Linked DNA regions of Mus musculus: all the other regions are linked to region 4. The links are chromatin contacts, called in public Hi-C, HiChIP or PLAC-seq and promoter capture Hi-C maps. All regions are on one chromosome and are shown on one strand. The core of a region is the stretch at or near the end of the contact, and the rest is flanking DNA. Distances in the headings are between cores, read along the strand shown.

The links. Promoter capture Hi-C pulls out the DNA fragments that hold promoters and counts their contacts. A called contact is a pair of places that touch in the nucleus more often than the background predicts. HiChIP or PLAC-seq counts read pairs in DNA pulled down with a chosen protein or histone mark.
Region 1: a Hi-C map of B cells shows a contact between it and region 4, with 6 read pairs. The contact joins the promoter of Ring1 here to the promoter of H2-Eb2 in region 4. A contact is called at or near these places in 1 of 484 Hi-C or Micro-C datasets (B cells) and 3 of 9 other capture datasets (adipose tissue, liver and pancreatic islet).
Region 2: a contact with region 4 is called in a promoter capture Hi-C map of pre-B cells, with 2.7 times the contacts expected there. The contact joins the promoter of Tapbp here to the promoter of H2-Eb2 in region 4. A contact is called at or near these places in 1 of 39 promoter capture datasets (pre-B cells) and 1 of 115 datasets of contacts at active chromatin or transcription factors (bone marrow-derived macrophages).
Region 3: a promoter capture Hi-C map of pre-B cells shows a contact between it and region 4, with 5 times the contacts expected there. The contact joins the promoter of Atf6b here to the promoter of H2-Eb2 in region 4. A contact is called at or near these places in 4 of 39 promoter capture datasets (cranial neural crest, liver, pre-B cells and 1 more) and 1 of 9 other capture datasets (adipose tissue).
Region 5: an H3K4me3 HiChIP or PLAC-seq map of bone marrow-derived macrophages shows a contact between it and region 4, with 2.2 times the contacts expected there. The contact joins the promoter of Agpat1 here to the promoter of H2-Eb2 in region 4. A contact is called at or near these places in 2 of 39 promoter capture datasets (the 3T3-L1 cell line and hippocampal neurons), 1 of 484 Hi-C or Micro-C datasets (B cells), 1 of 115 datasets of contacts at active chromatin or transcription factors (bone marrow-derived macrophages) and 2 of 9 other capture datasets (adipose tissue and macrophages).
Region 6: a promoter capture Hi-C map of pre-B cells shows a contact between it and region 4, with 2.8 times the contacts expected there. The contact joins the promoter of Vps52 here to the promoter of H2-Eb2 in region 4. A contact is called at or near these places in 3 of 39 promoter capture datasets (liver, pre-B cells and stem cell-derived epiblast-like cells), 1 of 484 Hi-C or Micro-C datasets (B cells) and 1 of 115 datasets of contacts at active chromatin or transcription factors (the SCID.adh cell line).
Region 7: a promoter capture Hi-C map of embryonic stem cells shows a contact between it and region 4. The contact joins the promoter of Tnxb here to the promoter of H2-Eb2 in region 4. A contact is called at or near these places in 1 of 39 promoter capture datasets (embryonic stem cells), 1 of 484 Hi-C or Micro-C datasets (embryonic stem cells) and 1 of 9 other capture datasets (macrophages).

The regions. Positions count from the first base shown.
Region 1 is chr17:34,023,277-34,025,976 of GRCm38.p6, forward strand. It overlaps Ring1 (ring finger protein 1), which reads right to left and starts at 1,404. Exons shown (of 7, transcript NM_009066.3): 1 at 1,234-1,404; 2 at 1,013-1,142; 3 at 17-177. The coding sequence starts at 1,090. Mir219a-1 (microRNA 219a-1) reads right to left here and starts at 1,816; the gene lies at 1,707-1,816. Mir219c (microRNA 219c) reads left to right here and starts at 1,736; the gene lies at 1,736-1,795.
Region 2 is chr17:33,918,108-33,920,973 of GRCm38.p6, forward strand. Tapbp (TAP binding protein) reads left to right here and starts at 1,371. Exons shown (of 8, transcript NM_009318.2): 1 at 1,371-1,617; 2 at 1,764-1,943; 3 at 2,142-2,402. The coding sequence starts at 1,581. Zbtb22 (zinc finger and BTB domain containing 22) reads left to right here. Exons shown (of 2, transcript NM_020625.3): 2 at 1-1,218. The coding sequence ends at 692. It overlaps Gm19412 (predicted gene, 19412), which reads right to left and starts at 2,389. Exons shown (of 2, transcript NR_168019.1): 1 at 1,963-2,389; 2 at 1,182-1,519.
Region 3 is chr17:34,645,848-34,648,547 of GRCm38.p6, forward strand. It overlaps Atf6b (activating transcription factor 6 beta), which reads left to right and starts at 1,299. Exons shown (of 18, transcript NM_017406.4): 1 at 1,299-1,469; 2 at 1,813-1,892; 3 at 2,372-2,450. The coding sequence starts at 1,367. It overlaps Fkbpl (FK506 binding protein-like), which reads left to right. Exons shown (of 2, transcript NM_019873.3): 2 at 1-970. The coding sequence ends at 456.
Region 4 is chr17:34,324,244-34,327,140 of GRCm38.p6, forward strand. It overlaps H2-Eb2 (histocompatibility 2, class II antigen E beta2), which reads left to right and starts at 1,432. Exons shown (of 5, transcript NM_001033978.3): 1 at 1,432-1,548. The coding sequence starts at 1,449.
Region 5 is chr17:34,604,480-34,607,349 of GRCm38.p6, forward strand. It overlaps Agpat1 (1-acylglycerol-3-phosphate O-acyltransferase 1 (lysophosphatidic acid acyltransferase, alpha)), which reads left to right and starts at 1,382. Exons shown (of 7, transcript NM_001163379.1): 1 at 1,382-1,692.
Region 6 is chr17:33,954,437-33,957,136 of GRCm38.p6, forward strand. Vps52 (VPS52 GARP complex subunit) reads left to right here and starts at 1,364. Exons shown (of 20, transcript NM_172620.4): 1 at 1,364-1,746; 2 at 2,494-2,578. The coding sequence starts at 1,657. It overlaps Rps18 (ribosomal protein S18), which reads right to left and starts at 1,229. Exons shown (of 5, transcript NM_011296.3): 1 at 1,182-1,229; 2 at 642-740. The coding sequence starts at 1,184.
Region 7 is chr17:34,669,255-34,671,954 of GRCm38.p6, forward strand. Tnxb (tenascin XB) reads left to right here and starts at 1,281. Exons shown (of 33, transcript NM_031176.2): 1 at 1,281-1,650; 2 at 1,801-2,700. The coding sequence starts at 1,281.

The sequences.
Region 1 (2,700 bases), core at 154-2,653, 300 kb before region 4:
ATGTCCCTCCTGTTACCCGCTCCGCAGGGCGGTGACGATGCAGTCCGAGCAGAACCTATGCAGGCACTCCTTGGTGGTCATTGTGTTCTTCAGCATGTCCAGGCAGATGGGACACATGAGCTCAGAATGCAGTGACCGAGGCGAAACCGCAATCTCTGTACCATCCATGATGGCTTCCTGGGTCATCAGAAGGTGGCAGTGGGTTGGGGGAAGGGGACTTTAGAGGCAAGCTTTGAGAAAGGTAAGAACCTGGACAGCCATGCTGACCAAACTGATGGGAATTCTGGGATGGAGGAGACCAATGACTTGGAGATTACCAGAACAGAAGGGATGAGGGCCCATTTACAAGGAGTTTTGAAACAGAAAGGCCAGGGTTTGTTGAGAGGACTAGGGCTGGGAATGGCACAGATCTATGGGTTGGAGGATATTTATGCTACAAGACTTCTTCATTTTTTGTTTGCTGTTTTCAAGACAGGGTCTCCATATGCATGTATTCCTGGCAGGCCTCTAAGCAGGCTGACCTCAAACTTAAGAGATCCACCTGTCCTGGCTTCAGGAGTGCTGGGGTTAAAGGCCTTCGCCATCACATCCGGCCTCAACAGGCTTTCTTAAAACTCTAAAGAGCAAGACTACCTAGACTAGAAGTTCAGGGTGTCTGTCAAACAGATTCCGATGTCGTCCCAGCGCACGTGAGTCAGAAAACTGGAGAGGGAATTATATTTAAGCTCGCAGGATGAATATATATATGTGTACATTGACATGTGGCTGTTGAGATGGGACAGGGCCGGGACGGTAAGTTCTGTTTACCGTGCTTCAATTAAAACGGTGATATCTGCTGTACCTCGCTGCCATGGCCACTTTGAGGGGTTAAATCGGATCAAATGAGGTAGGTGTTTTAGTGCTTTGAGAAGATAAAAGGTGATTCAAAGACAGAGTCGGGCCAAGAGTAGTGTGGCAGGGAGGGAGAGGGCTGGTGGGAGGGGGTAAGCTGGGGCTGGAAGATCCCTGTCACCTGCGGGGTCCGGTGCAGCTCATAGAGACTCAGTTCCCACGTTTTGCTGGCATTCTGTGCATTCGCCGGCGTCGTCATGGTGACGGGGCACAGACCCTCCCCCTCCAAGCGGGGCTCCGCTGAGAGAGGTCTGCGGAAGGGGGTGGGGGGAGACGCTGTCGGGGCCGCCCCTCTGCAGACCCCGCCCCCTGACCCTGGGCGTGCGCCCCGCGGCCCCTCACCCAGCTCCGGCCTTCGCGCTGCCCTGCTGCGGGCCTCTCCCCAGGAACCCCGGGGCTCCGCTGCCCTGGTCCGCTCGGTCCGCAGCTGCCACTCACGCCGCAACCCTTGCTGCCACCGCCACCGCCGCCATGGCCTGGGCGCCGAGGCTCGACGTCACTTCCGCCCTCCCTGTATCCCACCCCGCGACGGAGACGTCACCGCCCTCGCGCGCCACGCGCGCCGTGGAACCGGGTTCCCCCTCCCCCGCCGGGCGCGCGGTGAGCCGGCCCGGTGGGTGCTGGTGCATGTGGAGAGCCCGAGGGCGGAGGATCCCCTCCGTGGCGCTGATCCCCAACTTCTCTCAAGCCGGGCCTGAGAACCCCGGAAAGCCGGCCGCAGCTGCACCTCTGCTGCTGGGTGCGCGCCCTGAGATCCTAGGGCTGCGGCGGGGTCCCGGGTGTCCGGGGACCGTCCCGCGCTCCGCCCGGCCTCTCCCCCTCGAGGTTTGGGGGCGGCGGCTCGGGACGTCCAGACGCAACTCTCGGCCGGAGCCAGAGACTCGAGAATTGCGTTTGGACAATCAGGAGCCGCGGCCCGGGACGGGGAGAGAAGCGCATCGGAGGCACCGGGGATAGAGACGCCGCGCGGAAGCGGGGACACCAGATGGGGCGGGCCCCTGGGGGGAGTCGGGGAGCACACGAGTGAATGTCTGGCGTGGGAAAGTAGGCAAAGCCACTCCGGGACTCGGAGTGAAGGAAGCGGACGAGAAGGAGAGAGAAGGAGAAGGAGCAGGGCCATACCGGTTGAGAGCCGGTTCAGAGTCGGGAATAAGGGGCACAGAGGAAGAGACCGTGATGGGTATTCGTCCCCCCCGCCAGCCTGTGCAGCGGCTGCCAGGGGGTGTCCTATCTCTGGGACAAGTTAGCAGTGGGTCCCCTCGCCCCCCAACCCAGTTACCCCCTACTTCCCTGTTCTCTCCTTCAGTCCGTGGCCAGTCCTTATGTGGGCACCAGAGTCGATTAGCAAGGACCCCCTCCCCTTCCTCCTCCTCCCAGCCCCCTCCTTCTGCTCTCCTCCAGCCCCTTTCATCGGCTAGTCCATTCCCCTAATCCTGGCCCCCTCCCCTAATCCCCCCCATCCGACCCCAGGCCGGCTGCAGCTATTGTAAGGTGGAGAGAAGGGAGGGGAAAAGAGAAAGGAGGGGTGGGGGAGGGCCACCTGTTCCAAGACCCCCTTCCAAGGCCAGACTGGACACCAGGATGGGGCCAAGAACAAATCACCCTTGGGGTCCATAAGGAACTCGGGGAATGGGGGTGGGTGACTGGTGCTGCAGAACCAATGAGAGGGGGTGGGGGCAGAATCCCCTCCCTCTGAAAAGACCCAGAGTGTCACGCATACACAGTGACATACACTCTTTCCTCTCACACCCGGCGGCGGGGGTTGCCCTGGGAGACCAGGCAGTGAAAGGGAACAATCCCTGGAAAGGG
Region 2 (2,866 bases), core at 121-2,620, 410 kb before region 4:
CCCTCACCCACCCTCCACGACCCCTCCTTCCATTGGATGTGCCGGGCAACCAGATCTTGGTTTTCCCATCCTCCTCTTCACAGGCTCCAGGCCAGCCACCAGGGAACACAGCTGAGCACGGGGCAGTGACCCTCGGGGGCACCTCTGCGGTGGGGCTGGGCATACCAAGTGGCTCTGGTGGGGCTCCTGGAGGGACAGGCAACAGCGACGGGAATAAGATCTTTCTGTGCCACTGTGGGAAGGCTTTCTCACATAAGAGCATGCGGGACCGGCACGTGAATATGCATCTCAACCTGCGACCCTTTGACTGCCCCGTGTGCAACAAAAAGTTCAAGATGAAACACCACCTGACCGAGCACATGAAGACACACACGGGCCTCAAGCCGTACGAATGCAGTGTCTGCGCCAAGAAGTTCATGTGGCGGGACAGTTTCATGCGTCACCGGGGACACTGTGAGCGTCGGCACCGGATGGGTGTGGGTGGGGTCGGATCTGGACCGGGTCCTGGACCTGGACCCGGGACACCTTCTGGGCCAGCATTGCAACCCAAGAGGGAGTCTTCCACAGTGGGTGGGGGCAGTGGCGATGAGGCAAATTCGGCCACGCCCCCGTCCCATAGGCGTGTCTGGTCCCCACCCAGCGTGCACAAAGTGGAGATGGATTTCAGTGGGGGTGGAGGTGCAGCACACTGAAGAGCAGGCAATTGGGGAGCTTAGTCTAAGAGCAATGGCTCCCGGGGTTTCCCCCACCAAACAGTCTTCCCTTACCTCGGTGGACTTGTATATATTCTAGAGAAGGGCGTGGGTTGCACCGTCGCCAGCCCGTTCCATTCCTCAGCCCCTTCCTCGAGATCTCTGGAACTAAGCTGTGTTTTTGCTTTTCCCCTGAGCACACCAGAGCCCCACCTTCACGGAGTAGTGCCAACAAGGTGGGGGAATGGAAAAGGGACCTTTTGAGCATCCTAGAGTCACAGAGCCAACAGTCAGGTTGTGCTAGTTTGTGCCTGAAGTCTGTGTTTGTGTTGTGGGACAAGGCCTTTGAGTCTTAACGATTGTCCTTTCTCCTCTTGAAGGATACGCCCCTTATTTCTGTACTACCCCACCCTTGCCATGGGGATCCCAAATTGGGTTGTCATGAAAGTGGGTGGACACAAGGTGGGAGCCGCGTAGTATAGGTCTTAATTTTTAACGGTGATTAAAATATTTATTGGTCACTTCACTTGGCTTCCCAACACCCCTCTGTTTGCTGGGACCTGGCACAGGTCTGGGAACGCGGGAGTGTGGTTTTAAGGGAGGTGGCGCGGAGAGGGCACAGCAGGAGGGCGGAGTCTAGGCTGATAAAGGGCTCAAAGTTGGCGCAGTCCGGTGAGCCAAGGGGGTGGGTGCAGGGCGAGGAGTGGCTGGAGAGCTACAGACAGGGTTTCGGCAACTCTGTTTGGCCCCTGTGGGCGGCGTTCCTCCAACGCGCAGTCACGCCCTCACCTGACCAGATCGGGGAATTTCCAGTTCCTCACCCCAGCCTTAGAAGGAAAATGAAAGTGAAAGGGGAAGAAAAGACTTGGTAGGAGAGATCGTAGCACCATGAAGCCTCTGCTCCTGCTCGTCGCTGTGGCACTGGGTGAGCAGACCCCATTTCTTCTTGTTTAGGAATAGACACACTGGGAAGGAGAGGGAGGAGGTCCCATGGCGGGTCTGAAGGGGCGGGCCGGTCGCCGGTCGCCGGACATCCTATGGCCCTCTGGTCACCGGAGCCCCTCTCCCCAGGCCTAGCGACCGTCGTCTCCGTCGTCTCGGCTGGACCAGAGGCGATCGAGTGCTGGTTCGTGGAGGATGCAGGTGGGGGTGGCCTGTCTAAGAAACCTGCCACACTGCTACTGCGCCATGGACCCAGGGGACCGCCGCCCCGGCCAGATCTTGACCCAAAGCTATACTTCAAGGTGGATGGTGAGTCTTCGGGACTTACCTGCATCTGTCGCCTCCTCTTAGCTCACGCAGGGACGCTGGGCCTCAGTTTTCCCTTTTGTAAATACGTTTGGATGCTCTCTAAGTCGTTCACTACTTTGCTAGTTTGTGCCTTCCGGCCTGTGTGTAGTCAGCACATTTCCAGTCCGGGCTACCGTTACACCCTTTTCGGTTCTGCAGACCCGGCGGGAATGCTCCTGGCCGCCTTCAGGCGGTACCCCGCAGGCGCCTCCGCCCCACACTGCGAGATGAGCCGCTTCATCCCGTTCCCTGCCTCGGCGAAGTGGGCTAGAAGTCTGAGTCCGGAGCAGAACTGCCCGCGGGCCCTGGACGGGGATTGGCTGCTGGTCAGCGTATCCAGCACTCTCTTCAGCCTCTCCAGCCTGCTGCGACCACAGCCGGAGCCTCTGCGGGAGCCTGTCGTCATCACCATGGCAACAGGTAGCCGCCGAGAGGCGCGCGAGATGGATGGGTAGTTTTTAAGGATCTAGATGGGCCAGTTCGGCGACTCGCCAAGAGGTTTGAATGGGTCATTTCTTCAACTGGGGATCAGTATATATTCTTTTGTTAAGGGAAGGGAGTTGGTTAGATTTTATCTTCACCCTTCATTGTAGGCTGAGAGTAAAATTGAAACCTACTGTGGTTTGGGGGCGGGACTTTGCAGAGGCGGTCATGGTGTCGGTTTCCAGATCCCAGAGTTTGAGAAACTCATAAGGTTAGGCGTCCCGAAACCCAAATTTTTTCTGCACCCATCCTAGGTTTCAAAAATCACACTTTGAGTCTCTTCAAAGCGCACTAGAGACTAGGGACAGTCAGCCCAGCAAGGAACCTCTTGCCAAGGCTCTCGGCCACGGTCTTTAGTGCCTCAACAGTGGCCTCTAGTGGGCAGAACGGTGGCTTGTGCA
Region 3 (2,700 bases), core at 49-2,548, 320 kb after region 4:
TGGGAGATGGAGGCTATGGAGAAGGAGGCTCTGGCCAAAGAAGAACACAGAAGGGGTACAGAACTGTTTCGAGCTGGGAACCCTCAAGGGGCTGCCCGATGCTATGGACGGGCTCTCCGACTGCTGCTGACGTTGCCCCCACCCGGCCCTCCCGAACGAACTACCCTTTATGCCAATCTGGCTGCCTGCCAGTTGCTGCTAGGACACCCCCAGTTGGCAGCCCAGAGCTGTGACCGAGTGCTGGAGCGGGAGCCGGGCCATTTAAAGGCCTTATACCGAAGGGGGGTTGCTCGGGCTGCCCTCGGGGACTTGGAAAAAGCCACTGCTGATTTCAAGAAAGTGCTAGCAGTAGATCCCAAAAACCGTGCAGCGAAAGAGGAGCTGGGGAAGGTGGTCATTCAGGGAAGGAAACAGGATGCAGGGCTGGCTCGGGGACTGCGCAAGATGTTTAGCTGATTAAAGGAGACAGGAACCCGCGAACTGTGGTCTGTGTTGTGGAATTTTCAAGGGCCCCGAAGGAAGTTGTTTGAACTCGTATCTCGTTCTGACCTACAGGGAGTTAGCGACGGTGTCAGTGAGCCACTTGGTGGAGGGAGTCCCGGGAAGCGTATCCACCTCCGAGGATAGGAGAGGTTGTCTATTTGGGACTGGCTGTGGCAAACGCCAGAACTTCCGGATGTCAGGGAGTTGCATCCCAGGGAGGTGGAGTTACAAGTGGTTGCGTGTCGCCAGGTGTGGGTGCTGAGAATGTAATCCAGACCCTTATAAGAGCAACAAGCACTTTCCTTTTGGGTGGGAGGGTTTGAGACAGGGCTTCTCTGTGTAACAACCCTGGCCGTCCTGGAGCACACTTTGTAGACCAGGCTGAGATCCGCCTGCCTCTGCCTCCTGAGTGCTGGGATTAAAGGCGTGCACCACTACCGCCTAGTCGCAATAAGCAATATTAAACTGCTGAGCCATCTCTTATCCTAAATGCTGGAACTTTGCTCATTCGTTTATTCATTAATAATTCATTCATTATGCGTGTGCCTTCATGAGTTTATGGGCACCACATGGGTGCAGATGTTTGCGGACAACTGCTCAAGCATGAACACTCTAGCCCAGATGCCGGAACCCTAAGTGCTAGGAACTACATTTCCCACAATGCTAGTTTCTGGGGCCTGTACGGCGCACGCACAGTCTCGCCTGGATCGGTAAAGCGGCTGACCCGTGCCATTGGCCCGGCATGCACAGTCATTGCTCCTTCGTGTCACGTGTTCACCAACTAAGCCTCTGACTGGTCATCAGGACTTCCGGGACGCCGGTTTTCCTCAGCGAGCTCATGGATTTGCCGCGGCCGGGAGGAGGCGGGCCGGGGAGCCGGCTCATGGTGGGGGGTGGGGGGAAGATGGCGGAGCTGATGCTCCTCAGTGAGATCGCCGACCCGACGCGCTTCTTCACCGACAACCTGCTGAGTCCGGAGGACTGGGGTGCGCGGAGTGGGGCCCCGGGGGAGGAGCGGGCTGAGGCTCGCCATGGGCCCGAGGCACGCGGGAAGGCAGCAGAGGGTGAACGAGGAAGGCTGGGCGGACGCCGAGCCCATCCTCCGAGGGAGAGCGCAGCGGGACTCGCGCTTCCCCGGGATGCGGGAGGAGGGAAGACCTTGGTCTCCCGTGGGAGCACGGGGCTGCCCGGGGTCAGGGGAGAGGGGCTGGACGCCTTAGGGTGTAAGGCTGAGCGAGTGGGCGGGCGGTGGGTCTGGCCCGGCCGAGCCAATGAGGGATGGAGCCGGGGCTGGCGTGCCACCCTCCTGACACGCGGGCCTCCATGCAGACAGCACCTTGTACAGTGGCCTGGATGAAGTGGCCGAGGAGCAGGCACAGTTGTTCCGTTGCGTGGAGCAGGATGTCCCGGTATTGCTACCTCAGAGTTTCTCTTATGACCCTTGGTGGTGGGAGGGCGACCCCAAACTTGGAGTCATTGCCAAGCCACAGAGCTCATCAGGGTGTCACCCCTGCTCATGTTAAACTCGAAAATTTCGAGGAGAAAGACCAGTTTCAAAAGTCCATTGGTCTAATTGGCTCAAGTTTTATTTTAGAGGCGCACCCGGGACTAGCCAACTAAGTCAGGATTTTAGAGAGCAGCCCCTTCTGGCCTTTTGGGATCCTTCTTATGGGGTACAGATAAAAGACTGACAGCTGTGTGTCTACAGGGGCGAGAATAGGTGGTTAGTGGTTGTTAGTAAAATACAACGAAAGCAAAAGAGAAACATTTTTTTCTGTAAACTATGGAGCCTTGACACAGTGGGCGTCTTAATTTGCAAGCTGTGTCGCTCCTGTTTTGCTGTCGTACTTTCTCACCTTCCTGCCCGCTAATATGTCCCACTGCTTAGTTTGACAGCAGCTCTCTGGATGTGGGGATGGATGTCAGCCCCCCTGAGCCCCCTTGGGACCCTCTACCCATCTTCCCAGGTAAGGCGCCCTTAGGATTCCCCTCATCTTTCCAAATGCCCTTCTCTTCCCACTGCTTCCCAGAAACTAACATCCCTGTGTGCTCCTCCCTGTGATCCCTGGGGTGTTGTCTGCCCTTACTCTCCTGCCCCACCTCAGCACCACGCTACAGGCAATGCTAGGCTCTGCTCCTCCGTTACTCATTTCTGCAGTGTTGGTTTGGCACAGGCAAGACATGGTCTCAGCCCCGAGCCTCGTCCCCAGCCTCCCT
Region 4 (2,897 bases), core at 182-2,681:
AGATCTGACACCCTCTTCTGGTGTGTCTAAAGACAGCTATAGTGTACTTACATATAATAATAAATAGATCTTTAAAAAAAGAAAATGAAAATATTCTATACTGCAAAGGACACTACCATATGGGGAAAGTGGCAGCCTAGAGAATTGGAAAATATTTTTACAAATTATATGTATGATAGAGGGTATCTAATATATATGAAGAGCTAAAAAGGTAAAGCCAAAACATCAGGAAAATAAGAAAACAAAATAGATCTCAGCAGAGTGTTTTCAAAGGTGAAATATATCAGAGAAACAGTTTAAAATGTTCAACATTCATTTTTATTTTTATTTTATTTTATTCTTATTTTCATTTAATAGGGGGTTGTATATGTGTAATACTTGTTTTCTGTTCTGATTTATTTGGTACACAGAGATGGGAGGAGAGAGGGAGAGAGAGAGAGAAAGAGAGAGAAAGAGAGAGAGAGAGAGAGAAAGAGAGAGAAAGAGAGAGAGAGAGAGAGAGAGAGAGAGAGAGAGAGAGAGAGAGAGAGAGAGAGAGAGAGAGAGAGATATCATAAAGTTGGGTGATGAGGAATGGCGGGAGGAACTGAGGGAAAACATAATCAAAGTGTATTCTATGAAGTTTTCTTTTTAACAAAAGTTTTAAGAGATAGCACCAGGAATAGCTCTGAGTACAGATTTGGGCACCTAAAAACTCACTCAATGAATTGTAGTGACATTTATTGCAGGGTGGCAAATCCTACTTCAAGAACTACCAAGATAGATAAAGAGGGACCATCAGAACAGTGGATTAATCTTGGAGTTCCTATTCTGAACTGTCACTCAAAGCACATTCTTGATCTAGGTCGTCACCGTTACTTAACATAATGTGTAATCATCATGCAGCACACGGTTCACATTTCACAAATACTATGATTGTATTTTATACTGTAATTCACACTTTATGTTCAGTGATTGTCTTCGTTCTAACCTTATATGCACACATTAGCAAAGAGTTCTTATGACCTTTCTTAGGATAAAGCAGAAGGCAAGTAAATGTTAGAGGATTTCCCTCAGCAGATGGGGAAGTCATAGGAGGAACCCCAACTGGGACTGGACTCTCACAGGTTCAGTTAGCCTGAGGCAGACTGATGGTGTCAAGGCTGCCATCAATCAGAGTTGGTGGCTCAGTACAGCGTCCATGCAACTGCTGCAGAGCCACACTGATCAAAGCTTCTAGGCTCTGAGCTGAAGCAGTCTGTCTGCTTAACAAAGGAAACTGGAAATTTCAGAAAGACCTTCACTCTGCGCCTCTGACCAGCAACTGATGCTGCTGGTGCTCTTGGCTGCTGATTGGTTCTTCAGCACTGAAGGTGCCCAACCCAGCACCAGTGGGTGGAGTCTCTCACCCTTGCCAGTCAGCCAGGTTGGCCTGCCTCTCTAGCAACCAACCTCTCCTCTCCTCAAGCATGGTGTCTCTGTGGCTCCCCAGAGGCCTCTGTGTGGCAGCTGTGATCCTGAGTCTGATGATGCTGACCCCTCCGGTGATTTTAGTCAGGGACCCACGACGTAAGTGCACCACCTCTCATGTTCTGAGTTGCTAGGGGTTGGGAACAAAGGGGCTAGCTTCATTTTGTCTACAATTGGTTTTAAAAAAACTTCTCAGTTTTTCTTTGATCACCTCTCTTAATCATACGAATCTCATATTATTTCCATATAAAAGTGTCTTAGATGTTCTTTTGAGACCCATGAATGGAATTGACACATGGGTCATATTCCTTCCCTCCTCATGTGTCCGGTCAACACTGACATCACATTTCCTACATGAAAACGACAGGGCACTTAAATAAGGACCTGTATAGCACCTGTCTGAAATGTTAAGTTGGAAAATTTCCCTGAAGATTTCATGAGCAATTAAGGGGAGTTGGGGGGCCCTGTCCTAAAGACTGTGCTGTGCCCTTACTGGGATCTGTGGCCTGATCTCGTCTCCCTGAATCCCAGAGTTTTTGAAACCTCCATCCCCGTGCTGGGATGCTGTCAGGGGAAGTAGTCAGGGTTCTCTCTCTGCTGTTGATGGCACCCTAGAGCGGACCCTGGGACTTAATATTTGAATCTGCCTCCTAGACAAGGAATACAGATAATATACTCTTGGTACCTGAAACTTAACAGTTCTTCTGAAACAGTGCACTGTGTCTCAAGCATCAACTGCATTTCTGCCTGAGGGTGAAGGAGAGGATCCACCTGGTTTCAGATGTGAAGTTCTATTTTCATATAGAAAATATGTCAGAATCAACAGTTACATGTGGTTCAAACTGAGTACCCAGAGCCTGGGGGTTGGGGCCAGACAGCGTGAAGGCTGCTAATGTCTCCTGGGGTTAGAAGACAGTCAGGAAATAAAGTGTCTGGTGTTGTGCGACTTCCCCAAGCTTTGAAGGTTCCATTGCTCACCTTCTCGTCTCAATTATCTGTGTGGGCTTGTTGGTCCTCACTACATCTCTCTGCCCTTTCCATGCACTGTGTAAAGGTCATCCTTGTCTAATTCAAGTGCTGATATTTTGCCCTCATATCTTGTTTCAATCCAGACATGGCCATGTAATGGTCATACCAAGAACCTCCTCTCTCATGTTTGTGTAAATAATTCTTATCGTTTCTTTTATGCCTTGTCAATAAATACTGATCATGCAATGGCTGGGCAGAAGAGAGAATAGGGTGGGACATCTGCCAATCAGAGGAAGGATTTGGAGCCATGAGGAAGAGATTTGGAGAAAGACCATGGAAACACCCCTGAAGCCAAATGAGCCATATCAATAATAATATGCATGAGACATGGCATGTTGGCCAGATTAGCATAGAAGGTGAAGGCAGATCATTTAACTGCTCAGCTATTGAGGTGCAGTTGTAAATGAGTCTTAGTTTCT
Region 5 (2,870 bases), core at 132-2,631, 280 kb after region 4:
AGCCTCTCTAGGTGATTCTCACAGCAGGACCGAGCCAAAGGCCCACCGTTGTAATGTGACACAGCAGACCACAGTGGACCCCCACTCCGTCCTAAACCTTACAAGCAGAAAAGGACTGGTTCCACCCTCTTGGGAGTGGGCGCCCAAAGGACAGAGGCCGACCCCTAGGTGACCCGCCGTAGAATGGGGTAGATCCGCCCCTTCCTTGTAGTTTGCCCTGCATAGATTTGGATCTTTTTCCTGGCTGGACGGCTGGCAGCTAGGGCCTTTCCAGCACTCAGTGACCCTCACTATGGCCCAAGGCCCAGAATTAGGTAACAGTCCTCGCATTCGCAAGGGCTCTTCACCAAGCCATGTAAATCACCCAGGGCAAAGGTGTCCATGGGCGGGAGACGAGAACACGCTAGCTAAGGATTATTCAATACCTTGATAAAGGACCTGTGTGACTGAGGAATAAAGAAAGGTGAGAAGCTGGGACTCTCTATAGGAGGAGGTACGGAGAAGCGAGGATCTGGAGTATTGAAGAGGTTTAGATGCAGAATAGGCGAATAGGAGGTAGGAACGATGGACTCGTCCAGAGTGTGAAGAGGGAAGTAGGGTTTGGCCAGTTAGATACGCGGCACATCCCACCATTTTATCACCCTTAGGAAGCAGTGTTTTATTGCTCGAATTCCATCGAAAGGACTTAGCTTCTTACAGGTCTCAGCTATAGCCTCAAACTCGGATACTCTTGCCCGAGGCTCTCATGTACTGCTGTTAACAAGCATACACCACCAAAAGCCAGCGGCCAGATCGTGTGTGTGTGTGTGGGGGGGGGGGGAGTGGTTGGCTCAGATTGGGTGAATGAAGAACTAGGAAAGTACTAAGTAGGAAAACAAGGTTGAAAGGGAGAGAAGGTCAGAGGGCTCCTTTATCTTTAAAGACTAAAGGTGGGTGGAGGAGATGGAGACCCGGGACAAAGGGCAAGTGGACAGAAAGCTGGAGAGCTATTCAGGGAAAGCCCGAGGCCTGAGCAGAAAAAGGTGAGCCTACTGCTTGAATTCAGAAGGTACTTCATAAACGTTTGTGATTGAATGGGAGACAGGAAAGGCAGGAGGAAGTGTTTGGGGATCCTAGAGTTACATAGCGCTGGGGTTCAAAGAAAGGCAACGGGTTCAGAGAGCGTGCGAGCGAAGCTAGACGGGGCAGAGGAATAGAGCAGCGAGGGAGCCGGGGTCACCGGTGCTGAAACCGGTGGCCCGAGCGATGAGGCTGACCGAGGCCGCGAGCGCCACTGAGCTCCCTGGGGCGGGGCCAGCGAGAGGCCCGGCAGGCATGGGGAGGAGATGCGGGTCTCTGAAGAGGCGATTGGCGAGGCCCGCTGCCCATCATAGACCCCCACTTCCTGGCCAGCCCCGGAAGTCAGCAGGCGCTGGGAGGGGTGGGGGAGATAGCGGCGGCAGTAGCCCCGACCCTCAGAGAGCCGGCAGGGAGGGAGGGAGGGTGTCGGGGGTACTGCCCCCCACCATTCCTACCGATATGGGCCCAGCTTCCCACTCCCACCACCCCTCCATCGGCCGGGGCTAGGACATCCCCAAATCCTGTCGCCCCCTTGGCACCGACACCGAGACAGAGATACAGCCAGCCGCCACCACCGTTGCCGCAGCCTGGCTGGGGAGGGGGCCCGTCCCCCAGGCTCCCCGCCCCATTGAGGTGTGGGCGGGAAGGGGGTGGGAGGCTGTGGGAGGAGGGGGCCGAGAGGCACGGGGATGGGGAGAGATGGGGCCGGGAGGGCCGGCTGGGGACAGGGTTGCTGGGGAGAGGGGCCTGAGCGGAAGAATGGGAGCGACGAAGGCTGGGAACAGGCTCCGAGGTTGGGGGCCTTGCTCAGAGTGCAGAGGCGGGCGAGAGGAGGGATGGGAACTCGGAATTTGGGACGGGGGTGTGGACAAGGGGACGAGTCTTGAAAAGGGGATTCCCTTCGGGTTTCCCAGCCCTTCTGCTGCTTTTTGGCCCCACATGACTTCTGGGTGGCGGTGAGAAGGCCAGGACTGCTTCCTAGGAATTGCTGTCAGGCACCCGCTAACCTCTCACACGGAAGCAGCACTGATCTGGAAGCGGCCTTCCACCCAGAGCCCCTCACTAGCACACGAGTGGCCTGTGGGAGGTCCGGCGCCTTGGATAGGATGCCCGGCTTCTGTGCAGCCCTGTGCTGTGCTTTCCATGGGCTGTAGAGAATGACGTTTAAAACCCCATCAGAATGGCTATCCGCTTTCACGCCCATTGCCCCAAGTTCAGTTTGTGACACGCTCCAGGGTCAAATCTGTGTGAGGACTTGGTATGTTTCACCTGTTGGGTGTTTCCGTGCGGCCTACCTGCCCTGGGGCTTCCCGTTTGCCTTAGCTTGGTCCCTCAGCCTCACAGGTGTTCAGTTCCAGAGGGTGCAGGGTTCTTCTGCCTGTGGGGTTCAGTGGTTCAGCCCTGTGACCACAGTAACCTGTTTAGTAGGTGTGGCTCTCACCAAAGATCTGCATGGTGTGACGACACATCGATGTGGCACAACGGTGGCATGTACTGGTTGCACCTGCCATTTATTTTGTAAATTCGTTGTCGGTGTGATTGATTGATTGTATGCTCATTAACCCATTTGCCATTCCAATGTGTTTATGGATCTTCAAACATTTCTGTCTAAAGACAATGCCTTCTTCAAACCAAGTGTTACACAAGTATTGTTAATTCTGCAAAGTATTTTTTGTTTTGTCTTGAGACAGAGTCTCAACGTAGTCCTTCCTGGCTAGCCTCAAGCTTGCCTGTCTTTGCCTTCTGAGTGCTGGTATGAAAAGTGTATGCCACCATGTCCAGCTAAGGATTCTTTTTCTTTTCTTCTTTTT
Region 6 (2,700 bases), core at 114-2,613, 370 kb before region 4:
GTGCAGAATTAAAAAAAGTCAACATGGCAAGGACTTAAAAGTGAGACTTCACAAGGTTAAAAAAATTTACTCCAACTTTTATGTCCACCTGACATTACCTCGGCTCCCCAGGCCTCCTTCAAACCTCTCAGCAGCCACCCAGTTCCATCTATACCCTAGCATCCCACAAGGTCCCACCACTGACAGGTCTCATGGCTGAACACACCTGACCAGCAACTCCTCAAATCACCAACTTCAAGTCCTGTCCCTGTCTACAAGACTTTTAGCTCTGCAGAGAAACATCCCAGCTTCCTCCTACGACCTCCCTTTTTGCCATAATGGGGAAAACTGCCAGCTTCTGTGTCACCTTCCACTGTGGCATCTGCCAATAGCTTCTGCAGACCACCCCCAACCATCACCGCTAAGCCTGGACACCTCTTAGGATGTTAGTTTACAGGAATTCTACTCAAGGTTTGCTGACAGCAGAGACTGCTCTCGGAAGCTGAAGATCTCGGGAAACCTCTGCAAGGTGGGACATGACTACACTCACACCCCACTACCCCTGGAGCAATGTTTTGGTTTAACCCTGGGTCATCATCAGGCTTTTATTGAAACGGGTTGGGTGAGTTTAGCTGCTTCTCTTTTGCCCCTAACACTTTTACCTTAATGGCAGTGATGGCGAAGGCTATTTTCCGCCGCCCATCGATGTTGGTGTTGAGTACTCGCAAAATGTGCTGGAACTTCTCAGGGATCACTAGAGACTGAAAGAACACGGGCAGTTATCAAGACAGGTTACCCCCAAACCGGGAAGGTGGCCGAGGCAGGGTTGGATTGTCTGCTAAGTTCTTACACAACTCCTCAGTCACCGGGGCTCACCCCTAACGCGCTCAGGCGCGGGAAATCGCAACCTCTGACAAGAGGGTGGACGTCGGCCGCGGCCCCCAATTCCCTGGACAGGGGAAGCGGGAGGAGCCCACACACAGCCAAGCTCCTGGCAGCTTTGCTGTGTAAGAGGAGCGAGCATTCCTCGGGGCCCCGATCCCCGGGATTTCACGTCTTAGGTCGTCCCCTCTCGGGTCACACTCCATCGCTCCACAGAGGGCTGTGGGCCCGCAGCATGGGGCACTCTCTGAGTCCTGACGGAAATCTCTCCCTGCCCCGGCTCCGATGTCGCAGGATCCCGGCGCGGATTCCGCTCTTACCATGGCGGCGGCACAGACGGCGGCGTGTAGGCCTCCTGTGGAAGAGAGAGCGGAAGTGACGTATAAGTCTTATATAGATTCCTGGCGGAAGAGGCGGGGCTATCCCCGGAGGTCCACTTCCGGAAATTGCTTCTCTCCCCGTCTCCCCCTAAGGGAGGAGTTGTATTGAGACAGTTTTGGAAGGGACCGGAGCTATAACTTCCGGTTCGGCCTTCTCTGTCGTCGTACCGTTCTTGTGTGGGCGCGGAGCGAAGGTTCCGGAACAGAGTTGTGTTCGAGACGTTCACCTTCCTGTTTGCACTTGACCGAAATGATCAAAGCCTAACCGGAGAGGCTGGAGCCGATCGCCTTAGCTCAAATATCTGGGACCCTTTTTTGCTCCATAGAAGACATTCCAGGACTTGTAGCTTTGCTTCGGGAAACGGACTTTCTGAGACTGACAGCTGCCGGAAGTCGGAAGTGAAGCTGCGGGGGAATGGCAGCCGCAGCGACCATGGCGGCCGCTGCCCGGGAGCTGGTGTTGCGGGCTGGGGCCTCAGATGTAGAGGAGGAGGAGGGCCCGCTGGTGAGAGCACGGGGCTGTAGGTCCTCCGGAGTATCGTCAGGTTGTCCCTCTCCTCAGGCGTAGGCTCCATTTAGACAAGAGGTTCGGAGCCGTCTTGCCACGGGTGATGGTGACCTAGCCTTCGTAGGGACCAAAGTGGCTGAAACCCAAGCCCCAGGGACAGTGTCAGCTTCCTGTTCACGATTTTTAGTAGAAAAAAATTTTAGTGTTTAGCGTAAAAGGTTAAGAACGTGGCCTCTGGAACCAATTTGCCCGGGGTCCCACCTCCAGCCCCACCGCTTGAAAGCTATGCTGTGTTTTCGGTGCCAAAACTTCCCACACCTTTACAGTGCAAACGCTGTTAGGACATACCTTATAGGTGGTCGTTAGGATTAGCCGAATGAGCATGTTAAATGGTGTACCAGACACAGGGGTAAACACTATGTAAGCTGGCGATTTTAGCCTCTGGAATTCCCTCAGGGATCACCTGGAATAGCTGGAAACTGAGGTCCTAAATTCAAAGGCAAGTTTGACTAGTCCTAGTTTTTTCTCATTTGAACAACTCCAGCAACTCCATGAATTGCCTGATATTCTCAGTAGCCCAAGATTGTAGATTTGAACGCATCAGAATCTTTGACCCACTTACTCCGGCACCCCCCACCCCCCAAAGCACCCCCCACCTCACTTGGAGGATTAAGGATACCCGATTATGTTTTGTTTCCAACATCTCTTTCTGTATCCCACATTCATTAACCTGTCCCTCTTCAGGGGGGGGGTTCTGGACTCCAAGAACCCCTACAACTTGGAGAGTTGGACATCACCTCTGATGAATTCATCTTGGATGAAGTGGATGGTAAGTGCTGACATGGGGTGGGAGCAAAGTAGACCCCTTTATTCTTTAGAAATATATTACATGACCCCAGTAGATTACCCTCTATGGTTTCTTTCTTTTGTATGTGTGTGTGTTTTTATTTT
Region 7 (2,700 bases), core at 31-2,530, 340 kb after region 4:
TTTTAAAAATTAAAAGGCAAGATGGGTGTGGTGGTGCATACCTTTGACCCCAGCACTCAGGAGGCAGAGGCAGGTAGATCTTTGAGTTTGAGGCAGGCCGGGTCTACAAAGAAAGTTCCAGGACAGTCAGCACTACACAGAGAAACAAAAAACTAACCAACCAACTAACCAACCAACCAAACAAACAAAAAAGTGATTGTTGGCTGAGCATAGTGGTGTCTGCTGGTCATCTTGGCTTTGCGGAGGTAGAGACAGGATGATCAAAAGTTCAAGGCCATCCTGGGCTGCATAGTGGATGTGAAGCTAGCCTGAGCTACAGGAGACCTGCATTAAAGAAAGAGAAGGAGAAGGAGGAAGAGAGAGAGGAAGAAGAGGAGAAGGAAGAAGAGGAGGAGGGAGAAGAGGAAGAAGAGGAGAAGGGAGAAGAGGAGGAAGAAGAGGAGGAGGAAGAAGAGGAGGAGGAAGAGGAGGAAGGAGGTGAAAAGAAGGTGGAGGGGAGGAGGAGGAAGAGGAAGAGAAGGAGGAGAAGAAGAGGAAGAGAATGAGGAGGAGGGGAGGAAGAGGAAGAGGAGAAGAGGAAGAGGAGGGGGGAGGGGGAAGGGTAGAGAAAGGAGTGGGATGGACTCACTCTCACCCCTACAGGAGTCTGTCAGGCTGTGCACTGGGCACTGGGGAGCTGGTCCAGGTGTTTGGGGAAGGCCATGGCCTCTGTACTCATCGGCCAGACTCCCTTGGCACAGACGTGTTGGCACCAACCTTATCCAGCAACTTTTCATGCTAAGCACATGCAGCAGAGTGGGGTCAGGCGAGGTACCTGTTCTCATGGGATGCTGAGTGCTATGTGGAGCGTGGGCGGGCCTCTGTGATTGGGAGGGTGGGGACAAGCGGCTCTGCCCGACATGAGGATGGCCTGAGTAAGGGCAGAACTGTTAAGATGTCAGCTTGTAGGCGTCAAAAAGAGCATTCTAGACAGAGGGGGCAAAGCACAGAGGCCTTAGGGTAGTCTTTGCAGAGCAAACAGAAGATGGGTTTGGAGCATAGTATCGGTGAGAGGAACACGGTGAAGGAGGGAAGACAGTGAGCAGACGACATCAGAAAGAGACAGACCAGATCTGCCCAGAGAGGCCCTTCTTCAGCTTTGGATTTTCATCCATGTGTGAGCTGAGTTTGTTGCCAGTAGGTGTTCTGCTGATGTGTGCTGGAGATGAGGGGAACTGACCTTTACTGAGTCAGTTCTCACACGGGTGTTTTTCCCCCCCCTCCCCCCAGCCTTCTGAACCATGGCAGCTCAGTGCACCCCGTCTATTCTGACCATCCTGGTGTTGCTTGGCTTAGCCAGAGCAGGCCCATTCTCTCCTCGGTCTAATGTGACACTTCCGGCCCCACGGCCCCCTCCCAAGCCCGGTGGTCCTTCTTCTCAGCTGTACGAGCATACTGTGGAAGGAGGAGAGAAGCAGGTGGTGTTCACCCATCGCATTAACCTGCCCCCGTCAGCCGGCTGCGGCTGTCCCCCGGGCTCTGAGCCCCCGGTGCCTGCTTCAGAGGTGCAGGCCCTGAGGGTCCGCCTGGAGATCCTGGAGGAGCTGGTAAAAGGGCTTAAGGAGCACTGCACAGGAGGATGCTGTCCCACTGCGGCCCAAGCTGGCACAGGTGAGCCGCTGGTGGGGTGGGGGAGGAGGGGGGGGGAAAGAGGGTGGGGATGGGAGAATCGCCAAGCAACTAGGAGCTAAAATGACCTTTTGAAAATAAGATGTCCATAGGACACTTACACGGGCTGGGTCTCACTTCTTATTGCTCCAGGCCAGACTGACGTGCGCAGCCTCTGCAGCCTCCACGGTGTCTTTGACCTGAGCCGCTGCGCCTGTTCCTGTGAGCCTGGCTGGGGTGGACCCACCTGCTCAGACCCTACGGACACAAAGACGCCCACCTCATCGCCGCCCTCCAAGTCCTGTCCCGAAGACTGCAACGACCAGGGACGCTGCGTCCGAGGACGCTGCGTGTGCTTCCCCGGCTACAGTGGCCCCAGCTGTAGCTGGCCCTCTTGCCCTGGAGATTGTCAGGGGCGCGGGCGCTGCGTGAAGGGCGTGTGCGTGTGTCGCGCGGGCTTCTCAGGCCCTGACTGCAGCCAGCGCTCTTGCCCTCGCAACTGCAACCAGAGAGGACGCTGCGAGGAAGGACGCTGCGTGTGTGACCCCGGCTACTCCGGTGAGGACTGTGGGGTGCGGAGCTGTCCCAGGGGATGCAGCCAAAGAGGCCGCTGCGAGAACGGCCTCTGCGTGTGCAACCCCGGCTACTCTGGCGAGGACTGTGGGGTGCGGAACTGTCCCAGGGGCTGCAGCCAGAGGGGTCGCTGCGAGGACGGCCGCTGTGTGTGCGATCCCGGCTATAGTGGCGAAGATTGCAGCATGAGGACCTGCCCATGGGACTGTGGCGACGGAGGGCGCTGCGTGGACGGTCGCTGCGTGTGCTGGCCCGGGTACTCGGGCGAAGACTGTAGCACGCGGACGTGCCCGCGTGACTGCCGTGGCCGGGGCCGCTGCGAGGACGGGGAATGTATCTGTGACGCAGGCTACAGTGGCGACGACTGCGGTGTGCGGAGCTGCCCCGGGGACTGTAACCAAAGGGGCCACTGTGAGGATGGCCGCTGCGTGTGCTGGCCCGGGTATACTGGAGCGGACTGTAGCACGCGCGCCTGCCCAC